Regions from separate parts of the Macaca mulatta genome. Here region 2 is linked to region 1. The links are chromatin contacts, called in public Hi-C maps. All regions are on one chromosome and are shown on one strand. Each heading gives the region's core, a stretch centred on a gene start, on an enhancer-like site or on the middle of the called end of the contact. The rest is flanking DNA. Distances are from core to core; before and after follow the strand shown. Region 1 holds the start of PHF12 (PHD finger protein 12). Region 2 holds the start of NUFIP2 (nuclear FMR1 interacting protein 2).

Region 1 (2,700 bases), core at 144-2,643:
GGACCACTGCAATTCAGGTGGCCGAGGGCTCTACGCACCCACCCCAAGGAGAGCCCGGCCGGGCAGGAGCCCCGAGGGCAGCGGGCGCGCGGGCAGGCAAGCGGCGCTGGGCCCGGAGCTCCTCCCCTTCCTCCCCCGCCACTGCCGGCTGTCCCCGGCCGGCTCTGTCCCGGCTCCCCAGCGACTTCCAATCCCATATGGGGTTCTCTTCACTCCTCCCAACCCCCACCTCGGGGTCCGGACCCACCGCTGCTCCTCCCCCCTAAACTGCCAGAACCCGGCGGACACCTGGGGGCGGGGAGGTGCTCGCCCGGGCAGCTGCAGAAAGTCAGCTAGCGGCTGCAAGCGCCCGTTATTTCGGCAGGCAGGGGCAGGCCGGGTGAAGGAATGCGCAGAGAAGGGTCCCCGGACCTTACCAGCACTGGAGGTGGAAGGCAGCCGGGCAGTGGTCGCAGCACAGGAGATCTCCACCTTCCTTGCAGCTATCACAGCTGTCGTGGTTGGTGGCCCTGCCGCTTCTCCGGGGCTCCTTCTCAGGCTTCCGACTCCGCTTTTCTGCCTCGTCCGTCTTGGGGGGGGCCAGCAGAGCTTGGATTTGCTGCACACACATACAAACGGCGTGTGTGCACACTCGGAGCTCCCGGGCGGTCCGTCGCCCCCCCGGCGCGGCTTCTCCGTCACCCACCCCTCTCCCCCCTTTTGTCCTTCTTCCTCCCATCCAGGCTGCTCCCAGAACCTCTCAGCCCCCGGAACCAGGGGGAGCCCACCCTAACCGCGTTCCTGCAGCACAAGAACGAGAACAGCTTCTTCCAAATGGGGAGGATCAAGGGTAGGGGGATGGGAAGAGGGTGCGCGGTTCCCTTCTTGGCCACTTCCTTGTATGGACAGTGGGGGACTCCAAAGCCTGGCTCTGGAGAGGCCCGAAGCCCGGTACCCGGACGTGCTGGGGGAAGCACAAAGGGGCCAACAAGAAGGGGGTGGGGAGGCCTGCCGGTGCAACGAGATGGAGTGGGCTGGCGCCTGGGGAGAGCGAATCGAGGGCGGCGGGTAGGTGAAACTGCTGCAAACGTCCTCGGAGGCTGAGCTCAGCCCCCTAAATTGCAAAGAGGGGAGGGAGAGGCTAAGTGAGGAAGAATCCCCCTCCCTCGGTTCTCTGGGCGCTTCGAGTTTAGGACCGGCTTTGTGGGGCGGAGGGCGGAGGTTCCCTCCCGGCGCTGGGGGAAGGGGATGAGGAGGGCCACTCTTACCTCCATCAGCCCCCCTGATGTGTCCAAGTCGTACACGATCGTCTTGGTCTCCATTTTCTCCCACATTCATCCACCTCCCGGGCTGGGTGCTCTCTGCTCCGGCCCCCCCAACCCCGGGGGGAGGGGGGAGGTGGGGGTAGGGGGCGCTCCTGACCCCGGTCCCGCTTCTTTTTTCCCAACACGGGTCCCGACTTCCTCGCCCTGGCTCCCCCCCACCCCCCGGCCCCCAGTCCCCGGGACGACAGCGTCCTCCCGACGGGCCGCGAGGGGGGAGCAGCCCCTCAGTCCCGGCCCGGCTGCTGGCTGCACAGTGGGTCCTGGCTCCAGGGGTCAGGCCTCGGCAGGGCCTAGTCCCACAGGCTAAAGCCGGCACTGGCGACCGCCGGTCCGGCCGGGAAGGCTGGCGGGCGCTGCCATCCCGGGGCTGGGGGTATCGGACGGGGGGGGGTAAGAGGTTAGGTGAGGTTGTGGTACGTGAGGTGACTGGGGGGAGGGTGATGGGGGGTGGTCCCCGGGCTCCGCCTCTCGCCGCCGCCGCCGTCTGCGTCCCGGCTGCCGCGCACTTGGCGCAAACTTACCGCGAGCGCCCGCAAAGCCACCCGCGCAGGCGCCCCGGGATCGGCGCTCGCCGCGCGCAACCGCAGTGACAGCCGGCGGCCTGGCTCCCGCGCAGCCGCGGTGAGGGAGTACCCCCCAGCGCGCAGCCGCGCTGGCATTCGTCTGGAGGACCGAAGCCCCACCTTTCTGCCGTGCGCCAGCGCACTGAGACAAAAGGGCGGGACCTGAGGGCTCGCGCAGGCGCTTGGGAAAGCTTGTAGGGGTCAAGGCGCAGCCGCAGGAAGCCAGGGACTCTTCATCCATTGGTGTTTGTGTGCAAACTAAGAAGACTCCGTCCTGCGCAGGCGTGTTGGGAGTGCTCCCCTCCCACTCCGTAACACAGAAGCCTCCCGCGCAGGCGTATTGTCTTCCGCAGGCCCTCACAAGAAGGCTGCTACTTTCGCCATTTTGGTAATGGGATATGGGCTATCATGCCCTTGGAGTCCTCAGGCATGAACAGAAAGGAACAAGGTGTGGTGTTGGATGGAGCTGGTCGCCTGTCGGTGACAGCAGTGTTCCTAGGGATGTTGTACTGGACTGTTCGGTTCTAGCATCAGGTGTGGCTGGACCAGGCCACCATATTGGTAAAGAGAAAAGCCATTTGCGACAGAAAATGACGCTTTTGGTGGCGTGTTGGATGACTGTGGTTCCTAATTCTCTCCCGTCCTGACAGTTAATTTTATCAGTTAATTGTATCCTGAGCATCCCTGCCTTGCGTGGTGGTGGCACTGTGGAGAGTTCCGCCTGCCCGTTACCACCCTCTCTTCACCACTGTCCCTGAGATCTGCTCTTCAAGAGGAAGCCTAAAGCGGAGAGTTTGTAATCCTGACAACGCCCAGCTACCTGCGTACCCCGG
Region 2 (2,700 bases), core at 144-2,643, 340 kb after region 1:
CTTCGAGGCCGGCTCCCCGCCCCGACTGCCCGCGCCTCCCGCCGCACCCGGGAGCGGGAAACGCGGCCGCTGGCGCGCGGGGCCCTGCGCAGGCCGCTCCCCTCGTGGCCGCTTCCCTCCCCCACCCCAACCGCCCCCGCCCCTCACCCCAGGGACCCGCCCGGGGCCTCGCGCCGCCACCGGGTTACACAACCCCGGCCGGTGACGGGGGAGGGGCGGCCGCGGAGCGGGGGGCGACGGCGCCCCCGCAGTGCAGGGGGCGAGGCGGCGGCCGGTGGTGATCCCAGGTCACCCAGCTCCGACGCGCCGTGTGGCCCTCGACACCCTTCCCCCCCGCTCCTCAGTGGGCCGGAGTCGGTGACAGGAATCGGCTTCCAACATGGCGGACAGGAAGCGGCCCCGCGAGGAGGAGAGAACATTCCAGCCGCGCCGGCTCTGGGGGGAGCGGGCCCGGGGCACCAGCCTTGGGAGGAGCCGCGGGACAAGACTGCGGGGTCCGGCGCCCAAAAAAGGCGTCTAGTGGTGGAAACGACCCGTGAGATGAGGGGTCCCAACAGCCCCCCCCAACAAGATGGGGAGCCCCAAGGCCACAGGTGGGCTTGGGGTGGCGGGTGAGGGGCACTTCCTCAACTCTGCCTACCTACCCACCCCTGGCCGCCTGCAAAAGGGTCTCGCGACACCATCCGAGGCGGGATTCGCTAGGCCTTCCTGAGTTACACCTCGAGGGATTTTTTGGGGGGTAGGTTTACCCCATCTCAGGGCCCCCATATTGAGGTAACTCCAGGGACGCAGAGAGGTGAATGGAAAAGAATAACGAGGTTGGACTTGCAAGGCCGACCCAGTGGGTCTCCCTTCAGCCGGGGCGGGGGCCGGGAAGGTCACGCTGGCCTGGCTGGGCCTCTCCCATGCTGGTGGGAAGGAGGGCGCTGCAAACCCCATTGCTCAGCCCGAGCCCTAGAATGAAAGGGGCATCCCCAGAGCCGGAGGGCACACACACACACACACATCCCGACCCCGTCCGCGCTTCTCGGATCCAGCCCCACCCCCATCTCCCCTGTCCTCCACCCCCAACCCCCTTCCCCCACCCGTCCTCCCTCCCAGACCTGTTTTCTTCTTCGGCGTTTCCTGGTGCTGCTGGAGGGTGTGTTTCTGCTCATGTTTCAGCGGCTTTGGCTGGGCCTTGGGGCTGCCCTCGGCTCCATGCTGCAGGTATTGGTGAGGCTGCTGGTGATGATGGTGGTGGTGGTGGTTGTGGCTGTGGTTGTAGAAATAATAATGGTGGTGGTGGTGCGGCTGCTGCTGCTGCTGCTGAGGGTGATGGTGCGGATGGTGGTGGCTGTGATGGTGCTGAGGCTGTGGCTGGCCGGGCTTCTCCTCCATTGAAAGCGGCTGGGACTCCCTGGCTGAGGCTGCGGGCTGCTGCACCGTCAGGATCTGAGACTGCTTCTCAGGGCTCACTCAGTATATCTGAGCGCGTCTCGCCAGCGCACTGGTTAACCGAGCGATTCTGCGAGATTGGCAGCCGCGCTCCAACAATCAGGAGCCACGCTGTACCGCAAGCCCCGCCCCCAGCTCAAATCCTCTTTCCTTCCCCTTCGCCGCTGCCGCCTGGCCAACGCCACTTACCCTGTGCAACCTCACAGGGCCGGGCCTTCAACGTCAGCACTATGGCTCTCTCTTCTGTCGCTTTCTCTCCTTCACCACGCAGTCTGCGAACAGCACTTTCTACACTCCTCGCCGGCAAGCAAGCTCATGTCGAGGGTAGCAGATTCCACTGGCGATTCCACTGGCGCTGGGAGCCATCTGTTGGTTTTGCACCTATTAGAATCTGGTGGTTTTTTTGTTTTTTGTTGTTTTTTGTTGTTAATCCTTTTCCGGGTAACCAGAAAGGGAAGCTCAATTCCCTTAACCCTAAGACCACTAAAGGGGCAATACAAAAAGAGGAAATAAATACATTTTTAAGAATACAAGAGCTTCACAATCCAGTAGATCATTTTGTATTCTGGATTCATTTTGCTTTGTATTCATATGCTAATCTCTTCCTTTCCACGAAGGGATTATAGGGTTCCACAATGGGGTATCTGTGTAATTTTCTAAAAGGGCACAAAGGGTTTAAATCATTGTTTCTTTGTAGTTGGAGGCAAGGGGGAGCGGGAGGAATGAAAATCTACACTGAAGGTTGTGGTTTTTTTTTTTTTTTTTTTAATTAAACTGCAGGTGAGGTCAACTATGGCACCAAAATAGGTTTTAGAATATGAAGTTTCAAGAGCAAAGGAAGGGGAGAAAGAGCATTTAAAAGTTATTAAGTGGGATTTTTTTTGCACTTATGGAAAAAATGAAATTTAAAGAAATATTCTGTAGCGTGTTGTAGTGTAGATTTAACTTATCCTGCATTACCACATCACAGTATGATTTTCAAAAGCAAATGTTAGAGCCATGATAGTGCTTACTCAGGAAAAGAGGGTTGTGATGGGGAGGGACACAGGTTACTGATAATATTTCATTTTGGGGGCTAGGTGGTGATTATACATATATTTGGTGGTGATTATTTGTTAAACAATATACAGGTAAAATGTACTTTTCTCAATGTATGTTATAGATTGGGGATTTTTTTAATTGTAAAATATTCATAATATAAAACTTACCATCTTAATATTAAGTGTACAGTTCAGGAGCATTAGGTACATTCATATTGTTGTA

Evidence for each region. A called contact is a pair of places that touch in the nucleus more often than the background predicts.
Region 2: a contact with region 1 is called in a Hi-C map of liver, with 2.8 times the contacts expected there. The contact joins the promoter of NUFIP2 here to the promoter of PHF12 in region 1. A contact is called at or near these places in 2 of 14 Hi-C or Micro-C datasets (fetal cortex germinal zone and liver).

Annotation. Positions count from the first base shown.
Region 1 is chr16:37,673,782-37,676,481 of T2T-MMU8v2.0, forward strand. PHF12 (PHD finger protein 12) reads right to left here and starts at 1,394. Exons shown (of 15, transcript NM_001266285.1): 1 at 1,248-1,394; 2 at 417-598. The coding sequence starts at 1,313. It overlaps LOC144335396 (a long non-coding RNA gene), which reads left to right and starts at 888. Exons shown (of 4, transcript XR_013406245.1): 1 at 888-1,047.
Region 2 is chr16:38,016,218-38,018,917 of T2T-MMU8v2.0, forward strand. NUFIP2 (nuclear FMR1 interacting protein 2) reads right to left here and starts at 1,394. Exons shown (of 4, transcript NM_001261811.1): 1 at 1,104-1,394. The coding sequence starts at 1,380.